Regions from separate parts of the Arachis hypogaea genome. Here all the other regions are linked to region 3. Evidence: chromatin contacts called from public Hi-C data. All regions are on one chromosome and are shown on one strand. Each heading gives the region's core, a stretch centred on a gene start, on an enhancer-like site or on the middle of the called end of the contact. The rest is flanking DNA. Distances are from core to core; before and after follow the strand shown.

Evidence for each region. Hi-C and Micro-C count contacts between places; a contact is called where the count stands out from the background.
Region 1: a Hi-C map of leaf shows a contact between it and region 3, with 1.9 times the contacts expected there. The contact joins the promoter of LOC112797521 here to the promoter of LOC112795294 in region 3. A contact is called at or near these places in 2 of 8 Hi-C or Micro-C datasets (both in leaf).
Region 2: a contact with region 3 is called in a Hi-C map of an unstated tissue, with 4 times the contacts expected there. The contact joins the promoter of LOC140184239 here to the promoter of LOC112795294 in region 3. A contact is called at or near these places in 3 of 8 Hi-C or Micro-C datasets (leaf and an unstated tissue).

The regions. Positions count from the first base shown.
Region 1 is chr4:118,174,866-118,178,515 of arahy.Tifrunner.gnm2.J5K5, reverse strand. It overlaps LOC112797521 (C-terminal binding protein AN), which reads left to right and starts at 1,911. Exons shown (of 7, transcript XM_025840505.3): 1 at 1,911-2,911. The coding sequence starts at 2,354.
Region 2 is chr4:118,197,781-118,201,572 of arahy.Tifrunner.gnm2.J5K5, reverse strand. It overlaps LOC140184239, which reads right to left and starts at 2,008. Exons shown (of 1, transcript XM_072234552.1): 1 at 1,538-2,008. The coding sequence starts at 2,008. The coding sequence ends at 1,538.
Region 3 is chr4:118,478,089-118,481,895 of arahy.Tifrunner.gnm2.J5K5, reverse strand. It overlaps LOC112795294, which reads left to right and starts at 1,913. Exons shown (of 1, transcript XM_025837232.1): 1 at 1,913-3,807. The coding sequence starts at 1,913.

The DNA of each region.
Region 1 (3,650 bases), core at 662-3,161, 300 kb after region 3:
TTAATATGTTAAATCATATTTTGTTCCATTATTTTTTAAAAAATTTTCATTTTTATTTTTATTATTTTTTACTATTCTTCATACACATATTTATCATTTTTTTTAATTAAGTAAAATAAAAGTAAGTAGAGAGTACTACATGTACTCCATAGAACAGAGAAAAAGACAACATGAGTAGAAGTTATGTGTAGAATAAAAAAGTAACTTTACAAAGAAAAAAAATTAACTAATAATTACATTTTTGACCAAATTTTAAGACGACAATTATATTAAACACTATTTATCAATAAGATTAAGATGGAAAAATAGAAATTGGACACTAAACTATCCTATTCACTTTATATATTGTTATAGATTGTTATTGTTAGTAGAATTATTCTTGTTGGTATTGTTGTTATTTCTATTGTGACAATAATCTCTTTACCAGCTTGAATCTCACTCACATATATATAGAATTTCTCTTCTCATAAACCGTTGCAGCTAACAAATATTTATGCCTACTCAAACTCCTTCATAAACCGTTGCTGCTTACCATATTTTATGTGCATTTACCTCTCTTAGTAAACAGTGATAGTTTGCCACGGTTTATGATACATTCCATTCACAAGTAAACCGTGTCTAGTAGCCACGGTTTATGTATTAAATTGAAACCGTGGTTGGCTCTAACGGTTTATATAAACATAAAAATGCACATGCACGTAAGAAACTTCTGTTTTGTGTATATAGGTAAAGGATTCACTCAATTTATTTAACTAGGTAGATACGTAGCCTAACAAAATAAGTATTAGTTAACTTTTTTTTATTAATTAAATATGTAATAATCAAATTAAATTAAATTAAATTGGTCTACTAATTAGTTCACTAATTGATTCAATAAATATTGACAGTTTAAACCGAGTTAATTAGTTAATTATTTTTATTAATATAATATTATATAATTGAATATTTATACAAAATTATTTGGTAGTACTAGGGGTGTGCATGGGCCGGGTGAAACCGGGTTTGATGTGACCCAGACCCGGCCCGAAATATATACCGGGCCTATTTGTTAGACCCGAACCCGACCCTAGACCCGATGAAATCTATACACTTTCGGGCCACGATTATACCGGGTAAAAACCGGGTGAAAACCGGGCCGTTAACATTATATTACCTTGAAAGTTAGCATGTAAAAATATCCAAATTTCCAAGACTCCAACTATTATTTGACATGGTAAAATTCACTTAGAAAAATATAATAAGAACCAACTTTTCTCTAAAATTAAAGCATAACCATAATCAATACTAATATTGCCTAATAACACCAAATATTTAAATCAATACAAATAACATAAGATTATGCATTAGTCTAAAGTCTTATGCATTTTAAATATAAAACATTAACTTATAGTCTTATATATAATGACTAGTAATACAAAATATTAAGGTTTACAATACTTAAATTTCACATAACAATAGGCATCATCCATCATTAATAACACAAAATATTAATTGTGTATGATGACCGGGTCACCGGGCCGATTTCGGGTGACCCGAGATATGGCCCGGACCCGACCCGAAATAATGACCGGGTCTATTTTTAAGACCCATACCCGGCCCTAGACCCGATAAAATCACACCAAATTAGCCCCAAAAGTGTTCGGGACCGGGCCGGATCTTCGGGCCGGGCCATGCACACCCCTAGGTAGTACATTAAAATTAGATTGTAAATTAATAATGTAAAACACTACTGCCAAAAGAAAGTTAATAATGTATATCATCATATTTTGGTTAAAAAAGAAAAGAAAAGTCCCCTAAAAAATTTTGTAAATCAAGTTTCAATTTGTTACGAATCACTTTTTATATTTTCGTTTTATTGGTATTGTCATTGATATTTAATTATTTATAGAGCAATTGATGTTTATAAAGCCGCTACAAAGAGTAGAGAATTAGATTGTGTGTAAACCACCGTGATCCATCCTAGTTTATGATGTACGTTTCCATTTCTTTTGACAGTAGTAGTTTATGCATTTTTTCTATTTTTCAGGTAAATCGCGATACAAACAACTTTTGAATACCTTCATCATTTTTCATTTATTGAACTTGTATAATAATTTTTAAATTATTTAATTTTGTAAATTATCCTAAATTAGTTTTCACTTATTAGTTTGTAAAAACTAAAAAGCATTGACTTGAAATAAATATTAAAAAAAAAAAAGGGACGACACTTTGATTTGGTGGTGACTGGTGATGAGGCTTGGCAGAAGCGGGCGATCTGCGGTGAAGCAAAGAGCAAAAAGTGAAGAGTAGAGAAAAGAGGAACGCAGCGAATCACAGAAACTGAGAGAGATAGAGTTCGGAATTGTATGCTGCAATGCCTCATCGTAACAACCCTGCGCCACTTCCCTTAGTGGTCACCCTAAATTGCATCGAAGACTGCTCCATCGAGCTCGAATCCCTAACCGGCGTCGCCGCCGTCGAGCACGTCCCCCTCAGCCGCCTCTCCGACGGCAAGATCGAATCCGCCGCCGCTGTCCTCCTCCACTCCCTCGCCTACCTCCCACGCGCTGCCCAGCGCCGCCTCCGCCCCTACCACCTCCTCCTCTGCCTCGGCTCCTCTGACCGCGCCGTCGACTCCGCACTCGCCTCCGACCTCGGCCTCCGCCTCGTCCATGTCGACACCTCTAGAGCTGAGGAGATCGCTGACACTGTCATGGCCCTCTTCCTCGGCCTCCTCCGCCGCACTCACCTCCTCTCCCGCCACGCTCTCTCCGCCTCCGGCTGGCTCGGTTCCATTCAGCCGCTCTGCCGTGGTATGCGGCGGTGCCGAGGACTCGTACTTGGCATCGTTGGCAGATCTGCCTCCGCCCGGTCGCTTGCAACTCGCAGCTTGGCATTCAAGATGAGCGTGCTTTATTTCGATGTTCATCCGGTACCACCACCTCCGCCTTCTTCTTCAATTGCTGGTTTTCCTTTTTAATTATATTTATTTGTTGTAAAAAAAGTGAATTGAAGGAATGTCCATATTTTGAAATTTGAACTGGTCAGTGGTGTTTCCTTCTGTGGATTTCATGCTTTCATTTAATAGGTTCGTATATTCTTCTTACATTTGATGCAATTGGTGTTTGGCAGCTAGGATTCATGATTAGGATGTTAATTTTAAGAAATGGTCGGTTTTTTTTACTCTGCTTTCTTAACACGAGGCTTTTGGTCTAGTTTGAGATCTCCTAGTTTGGATTTCATGGTGTAAATGTATTTGTGAGTGATGGAGAGTGGATTACGAGGAAGGTAGTAAAATAGGTTCCTAGGAAGTAGGAAGGTAGAGGGAGATCTAGAAAAACTGTAGAGAAAACTCTTAAGAGAGACTTAGAATTTAGCAGGACAATATGTCATTGATTTAATGATTCATGACTTTATGTTGTTGACCACCTGGTGGAACAAGACTTTGTCGCATATAATTATGAGTGACAGTATTGGTGAATATGTGAAGATTGTGATGCTTTTGTTTGAACATGAGGCTTGGGTTTTGCATGATTGGTTATGCTGTTTAGTTTATTCATTTCATAATGTTGTTATGCTATTCCTTGACATTGTGAGATTAAGGTCCAACTTTGTTATAATTTTCGTTGAACCTTCTTTACTCTGACTTTCAGCAATATGTGAATGATATC
Region 2 (3,792 bases), core at 759-3,258, 280 kb after region 3:
CCAACCTTGTTGGAGGACCCATCTACATATAACTCCCATGTAGTGGATTTTTTCTCTTGATCTCCGGCGTATTCTGCTAGGAAGTCGGTGAGGCATTGAGCTTTTATTACCATCTGGGCTTCGTATTTCAGGTCGAATTCAGAGAGCTCTATTGCCCATTGAACCATTCTGCCCGCAATATCCGTCTTCTGGAGGATCTGCTTCATGGGCTGGTTCGTTCGGACTTTTATTGTGTGCGCTTGGAAATACGGTCGTAATCGGTGTGAGGCTACTACTAAGGAGTATGCAAACTTTTCAAGTTTTTGATACTTCAGTTCTGGGCCTTGTAAAACTTTGCTGGTGAAGTATACAGGATGCTGCTTGACCTCATCCTCCCGTATTAGAGCTGATGCTATAGCTCTATCTGCTACTGACAGGTATAGGACGAGCTCTTCCCCAACTATGGGTCGGGTCAGGATTAGAGGATGGCTCAAGAACCTTTTGAACTTCTGGAATGCTTCTTCGCATTTCGGAGTCCATTCGAACTGGCATCCTTTTCTTAGTAGAGAGAATAGTGGAAGGGATCTTAGTGCTGATCCCGCCAGGAAACTGGAAAGGGCGGCGAGCCGTCCGTTCAATTGTTGGACCTTCTTTAGACAAGTCGGACTTTTCATTTCCAGGATAGCTTTGCACTTGTCAGAATTAGCTTCGATCCCCCTTTGTGTTAGCATGAACCCTAGGAATTTTCCCGCTTCCACCGCGAAGGTGCATTTTGTGGGATTTAGTCTCATCTCATGCGACCTTATGGTGTTGAAAACTTGCGAGAGATCTGTCAAGAGATCGGTTTTCTCCTTGGTTTTCACCATCATGTCGTCTACGTAGACCTCCATTAAGTTCCCGAAGTGGGGAGCGAAAACTTTGTTCATCAACCTTTGATATGTGGCCCCAGCATTTTTTAGTCCAAAAGGCATTACCACATAGCAGTAGTTTGCTCTAGGTGTGATGAATGGAGTTTTTTCCTCATCCAACTTGTACATCGGGATTTGGTTGTATCCCGAGTAAGCATCCATAAACGACAAGTACTGATACCCTGAGCTTGCATCTACTAGGGTGTCAATAATGGAAAGTGGATATGGGTCTTTAGAGCACGCTTTGTTCAGGTCGGTGTAGTCGATGCACATCCTCCACTTGCCGTTTTGCTTTTTGACTAGCACTAAATTTGCTAGCCATGCCGGATACTTGACCTCTCGGATGAAGTTGGCCTCCAAGAGGGCTTGCACTTGCTCCTCCACTGCCTGAGCTCGTTCTGTTCCGAGCTTGCGCCTGTGCTGCTGTACGGGTCATGATCCGGGGTGTACTGAAAGCTTGTGGGACATGAGCTGAGGGTCTATCCCTGGCATGTCAGAAGCTTTTCAAGCGAAGAGGTCGGAATTATCTTGCAGGAGCTTTATCAGCCTCTATTTCAAGTCTTCATCTAGGTTGTCCCCTATGTTGGTATTTTTCCTTCCTCTTTTCCGATTTGAACCTCTTCGGTTCTTCCCCCCGGCTGTGGCCACAGCTATTCTTTGGCTTTTATTCCCCTGAGCTCTATAGTGTGAACTTCCTTGTTCTTTCCTCGGAGGTTCAAGCTTTCATTGTAGCATTTTCTTGCCAACTTCTGGTCTTCCCGCACCATTGCTATTCCCTTAGGTGTTGGAAATTTCATGCAAAGGTGAGGGATTGACACCACTGCTTTGAGCCGATTTAGCGTAGTCCTGCCGATTAAGGCGTTATACGCCGATCCGACATCGATGACGATAAAGTCGATGCTCAGAGTTTTGGAATTTTCCCCCTTTTTGAAGGTAGTGTGGAGGGGGATGTATCCCAGTGGCCTAATTGGCATATCTCCTAGCCCATACAGGGTGTCCGGGTAAGCTTTTAGCTCCCTTTCATCCAACCCTAACTTGTTGAATGCAGGCTTAAAGAGTATATCAGCCGAACTCCCTTGGTCTACCAAGGTCCTGTGGAGGTTGGCATTTGCCAAGATCATGGTTATCACCACCGGGTCGTCATGCCCGGGCATGATCCCCTGCCCATCCTCTTTGGTGAATGAGATGGTTGGGAGATCGGGGGATTCTTTCCCGACTTGGTATACTCACTTTAGGTGTCGTTTGCGAGATGATTTAGTAAGTCCTCCTCCCGCAAATCCTCCAGAGATCATATGTATATGCCTCTTGGGGGTTTGTGGTGGTGGGTCTCTTCTGTCCTCGTCATCTCGCTTCCTTTTTCCATGATTGTCCGACCTTTCCACGAGATATCTATCAAGTCGGCCTTCCCTAGCCAACCTTTCTATCACGTTTTTAAGGTCGTAGCAATCATTTGTTGAGTGGCCATACATCTTATGGTACTCGCAGTAGTCACCGCGACTTCCTCCCTTTTTGTTTTTGATGGGTCTAGGGGGCAGCAATCTTTCAGTATTACAAATTTCTCTGTATACGTCTACTAGGGAGACTTTTAGAGGAGTATAGGAGTGATATTTCCTCAGCCTGTCGGGACCGACCTCCTCTTTTTTCTTGGGCTCCCTTTCTTTCTCTTTTGCTGAGTGAGGGGGCCCATGTCGCCAACTTGGCTCCCGTAATCTGGCATTTTTCTCCATGTTGATGTACTTTTCTACTCTCTCTTGTACATCACTCAAAGAGGTGGGGTGCCTTTTTTATATGGACTGAGAGAAGGGGCCCTCTCTATTTACTAGCCCCATGATAATTGCCTCGGTGGGCAGGTCTTGAATCTCCAAGCATGCTTTGTTGAACCTTTCCATGTAGTCTCATAGAGGTTCTCTGACCTCCTGTTTAACTCCCAGGAGACTCGGTGCGTGCTTTACTTTATCTTTCTGGATAGAGAACCCATTAAGAACTTTCTCGAGAGTTCCTCAAAGCTGGTAACCGACCTTGGGGGAGGCTATCGAACCATTTCATCGCTACTTTCGACAGGGTGGTCGGGAAAGCTTTGCAGTGAGTCGCATCAGAAGCGTCAGCCAGATACATTCAACTTTTAAAATTGCTTAAATGATGCTTCGGGTCTGTGGTTCTGTTATAGAAGTTCATATCAGGGCTTTTAAAGTTTCTTGGAACTTTTGCCCTCATTATGTTCTCACTGAACAAATCCTCTCCCTCCAGGGGCGACTCTTCTTTGTCACCACGGGAGTTTCGATTTCTAAGGGAAGATTCGAGCTTCAAGAGTTTTTCTTCCAACTCTTTCCGTCACTCTATCTCTTCTCTGAGATTTCATTCTGCCTCTCGTTTTCGTTCTAATTCTTGTTCCAGCTGTTCCAAATGACCTTGGTGACCGTGGACCAACCCCATTAGTTCGGTTGCATGGGGTAGCCCTTCCTTTCCGGATTCTCGTCCTTCCGAGGAGTTTACCCCAGAGGTTCCTTCTCTATGATGGTCGTTGGTTCCTTAGTGAAGGGTCAGGTCCGCGTCGTTGTTTCCAGTATCTGGATTTTCTTGTTTGGAATCAGACGCTGTATGACCATCCTCTGGTGAGTTGTCCGCCATTACTGGTTGATCTCTCGGGTCCCTGGCAACGGTGCCAATATTATGTTGGGTAATCGGAGATTAATATGCTGGACTCGTTAGGTTGGCCCAATCATCTGAGGAAGGAAGTCTTCGAGCGGGTTCGCATCGTTGGGGCCTCCGTCCGACTTGTGAGTGTGAGAGAATGGGGGTGGTACCTGCAAAGACACTTTGATGCCTAAGTCATCAAGGGTGTGAGCAGGTCTAAAGAGTCTTGGGACTTAGAGATACCTGAGGGGTGTCAGTGTATTTATACTGG
Region 3 (3,807 bases), core at 664-3,163:
TTGAAGGAAAAGTCATCAAGCTCAACAAACCGGGAGAGCTGGGCTACAAGAGAAACTGCTTAAATGTAGTAGGGAAGGTAATAAGTGAGAAAGAGATAAATTTCAAAACATACAAGAACGCGCTATTGGGAATGTGGGGAAACCCACAAGAAGTGGCAGTTACTGATATAGGAGCAAAGAAGATGTTATTTAGCTTTAAAGACAGGAAAAGAGGGCTACAGATTATGCAGAATGGCCCTTGGAATGTGAAAGGAAACATGGTCAACCTCAGACTGTGGAGGGAGGGGGAATCTGTGTTTGAAGTGGATCATGACTTTATGGAGTTTTGGATACAAGTGCATGGTATACCACACGACCTCATGGAAAAGGAGACAGGCACTGTTATCGGAGAAATGCTGGGGGTTTTGGCTGAGGCTGAAGATCCAAAAGTGGATGGCGTTCTTAAGAGATCATACCTGAGGATAAGGGTTAGCATTAATATCACAAAGGCTCTGCCAACAGGATTCTGGCTCGACAGAGGGGAAATGCCACCACTGTGGGTTTTCTTCAAGTATGAAAGACTACCAGACAGCTACTGCTTCAATTGAGGTATACTAGGACACGAGAAGAAATCGTGCAAAAACCCAACAGCAATGGCTTGCTGGGATCCTTCTAAGAAGAAGTACTCACCAGGATTGGGAATAACCCAAATGAAACCAGGGCCAACCATGAAAGGAGGAACTTCAAAACAACATGGAGAGAAGCAGGCAGAGGAGGAACAGGCGCGTGAGCACGTGCGTCCAGGATGGGAGAGTGGTGATGAACAGAGTTCTGAGGAAAGCAGGATAAGGTCTGAGCAGGCACTGCAGCAGAAAATCAGGGAAGAAAGCGTATGGGAAAACCCTTTAAGGAGAGATGAAGAAATGGCAGAAGCAGAGGAGCAGGTGAAGGAAGCACCGAAAATCCCTGATTTTCAGGAAGACAGGAATGCGATGTTTGACCTAGGAGCGGCGTTTAAAATTAAAAGCATTTTCAAGGAAATAAGAGAACGGAAGGAATGGGCCAGCAACACAAAGGCCCAGGAGGGACAAAAGGGGAAAGAGGATCAGAAGGCAAGTGGAAATGGACCAGGAGAGGATATTGGGCCCGAATTAGAGGTTAACCTTTTGCAAATTGGGAACATTGAAGGGAGTGGGCTAAATAAAAATCCAAGAGAAGAAATGGAGGTAAACAGCTACAAAACAGAAGATTGGAATTTGGGCCAGCAAAATATAAGAGAAAGAGAAACTATAGGCCAGGAATTAAAAAGGCTTATGTTAGCAAGGGAGAAGAAGGAGCAGGCGGGTAAAGGCAGAATGGACAGTAAGAATCACCAGGAAGTAGAGGAAAGAGGAAAGCAAAGAGAAGAATTCATCAACCCACCCAACGAGGCAAAGAACAGAGAGCTAGAATTGGTTGGTCAAAATAAGAATTCGGGAGAAAATGTCTACTATGTGGAATTAGCAAGTGATGATGATGAAGTTGGAGACATAGCAGCTGAGGAACAAGCTGATTGGGAAGCAAAGTTAGCCAAAAAATTGGAACTGAAATTGAGTTTGAAGAGGAAAAGAGAGAACATGCAGGTGCCAATGCTCACATACAAGGACATGAATGACAATCAGGAGAACAAGGAGCACAAGAAAATGAAGAATGACAAAACAGCCTTGGACACAGGGGAGTTTGAGTTAGCTATACAATTGGCTAGGCAAAGTAGGGGAATACAAATGGCTGAGGAGGCGGGCCTTAACATGCCCCAACCTCAGCCATGAGTATTATAAGCTGGAATTGTCGGGGAATAGCGGCTGCCCCGACAATGTCTGAATTATATGAGCTATGTAAAAAAGTTAAGCCGCTAATAGTGTTTTTAATGGAAACTAGAGCTAGTAAGGTTAAAATGGATAGGGTAAAAAGAAAGCTGAATTTTGATTATATGTTTTGTGTGGAACCCCGGGGCCTGTCCGGCGGTCTAAGCTTGTTATGGAAATCTAATACAAATATTAATGTTTATGAGTGGTGTGACAATTACATTAAAGCAAATATTAATATTAATAATGATTTGAATTGGCAGGGTATTTTTGTGTATGGGAATCCAGTTTTCCAGAAACGAAGGAAATTATGGCAGGAACTTACGGTAAGCAACATGAACCAGGATGTAGCTCAAGCCTTTTTGGGAGACTTTAATGATATTTTAAATCAAGATGAGAAGGTAGGTATTCATCCCCAACCAAATATTTATCTTGAAACATTTAGAAGGTTTGTACATGATAATGGCTTAATAGATATTGACCTAAAAGGTAATAAGTATACTTGGTTTAGTAATCCTAGGAATAATGTTATAACTAGGGAAAGACTTGATAGAGTGTTAGTAAATTGGAAATGGATGCAAATACACCAGAATGTCACCTTAAGAGCTTCTCCAGCTATTACCTCGGATCATTGCGCTTTAATTTTGGACACGCAGCGGAGTGTTCGGATAAAAAAGGAGTTCAGGTTTGAGGCCTACTGGGCAGAGCATAAAGAGTGCAGAGAGGTGATCAAAAGGAGCTGGCAACGGGAGGATGGAAATAGTAACTGTTGGAACCAATTCAAAATTAAGAGGAATAGATGCAAAAGGGAATTATTGGAATGGAGCAGTAGGAGTTTCAGAAGAGCAGATAAAGAAATAGAAAGGAAGAAATTAGAACTTCATCAAATTCAAGAGTCACATATGAATGAAGAGGAACAAAGAAGGGAAAGAGAATTGAAAAAGCAAATCTCAGAACTCTGGAAACAAGAAGAGAAATATTGGGGGCAAAGGTCAAGGCTGAAATGGTTAAAGTGGGGTGACAAAAATACAGCCTTCTTTCATGCGACTACAATTCAGAGAAGAATAAGAAATAGAATTGAAAAACTTAGAGATGAGACAGGGCAGTGGACGCAAGGGGAAGCAAATATTATGAGATTAGTTGAAAGACATTTCACCAAACTTTTCACATCTGAAGGAAATAGGAACCTAGAGGAATGTGTAACAGAAATTCCAAAAAGAGTCACGACAAAGATGAATGAGGAGTTAATGGCAATCATCACGGATGAGGAAATAAAGGAGGCAGTGTTTAGCATGGGAGGCTTAAAAGCACCAGGCCCAGATGGATTAAATGGAATGTTCTATCAACAACATTGGAAAATTTTGAGCAGAGAAGTGTGTGGGGTAGTCAAGCAAATTTTCAAAGAGGGCAGGTTACCGGAGGACATGGGAGAAACTACTGTTGTGTTGATACCGAAAATGAGACAACCAGAAAGCCTGAATCAACTCAGACCCATAAGCTGTTGCAACTTCGTGTATAAGATTGTGACAAGGATATTGGTGGGAAGATTAAGGAAAGTATTAGATGCTATTATCTCACCAGTTCAGAGTGCATTTGTAAAAGGAAGACTTATACAAGACAATATAGTGATTGTGCAAGAAGCTTTTCATAAATTAAACAAAAAAGGAAAGCATGAAAGCAATGAAGTAGCCATTAAATTGGATATGAACAAGGCATATGACAGGCTGGAATGGGATTTTCTACAAAGGGTAATGGAAGAGTTTGGTTTTAGCAAAGAGTGGATCACATTGACGATGAGCTGTGTGAAAAGTGCTACTTATAGATTCAAAATAAATGGCAAGCTATCAACCAACATCATTCCACAGAGAGGTCTTAGACAGGGAGATCCCTTATCACCCTATTTATTTATTTTGGCTGCGGAGTATTTTACTATTCTCATGGAAAAAGCGAGGAAGGAAAATCTTATATCAGGAATTAAGCTTGC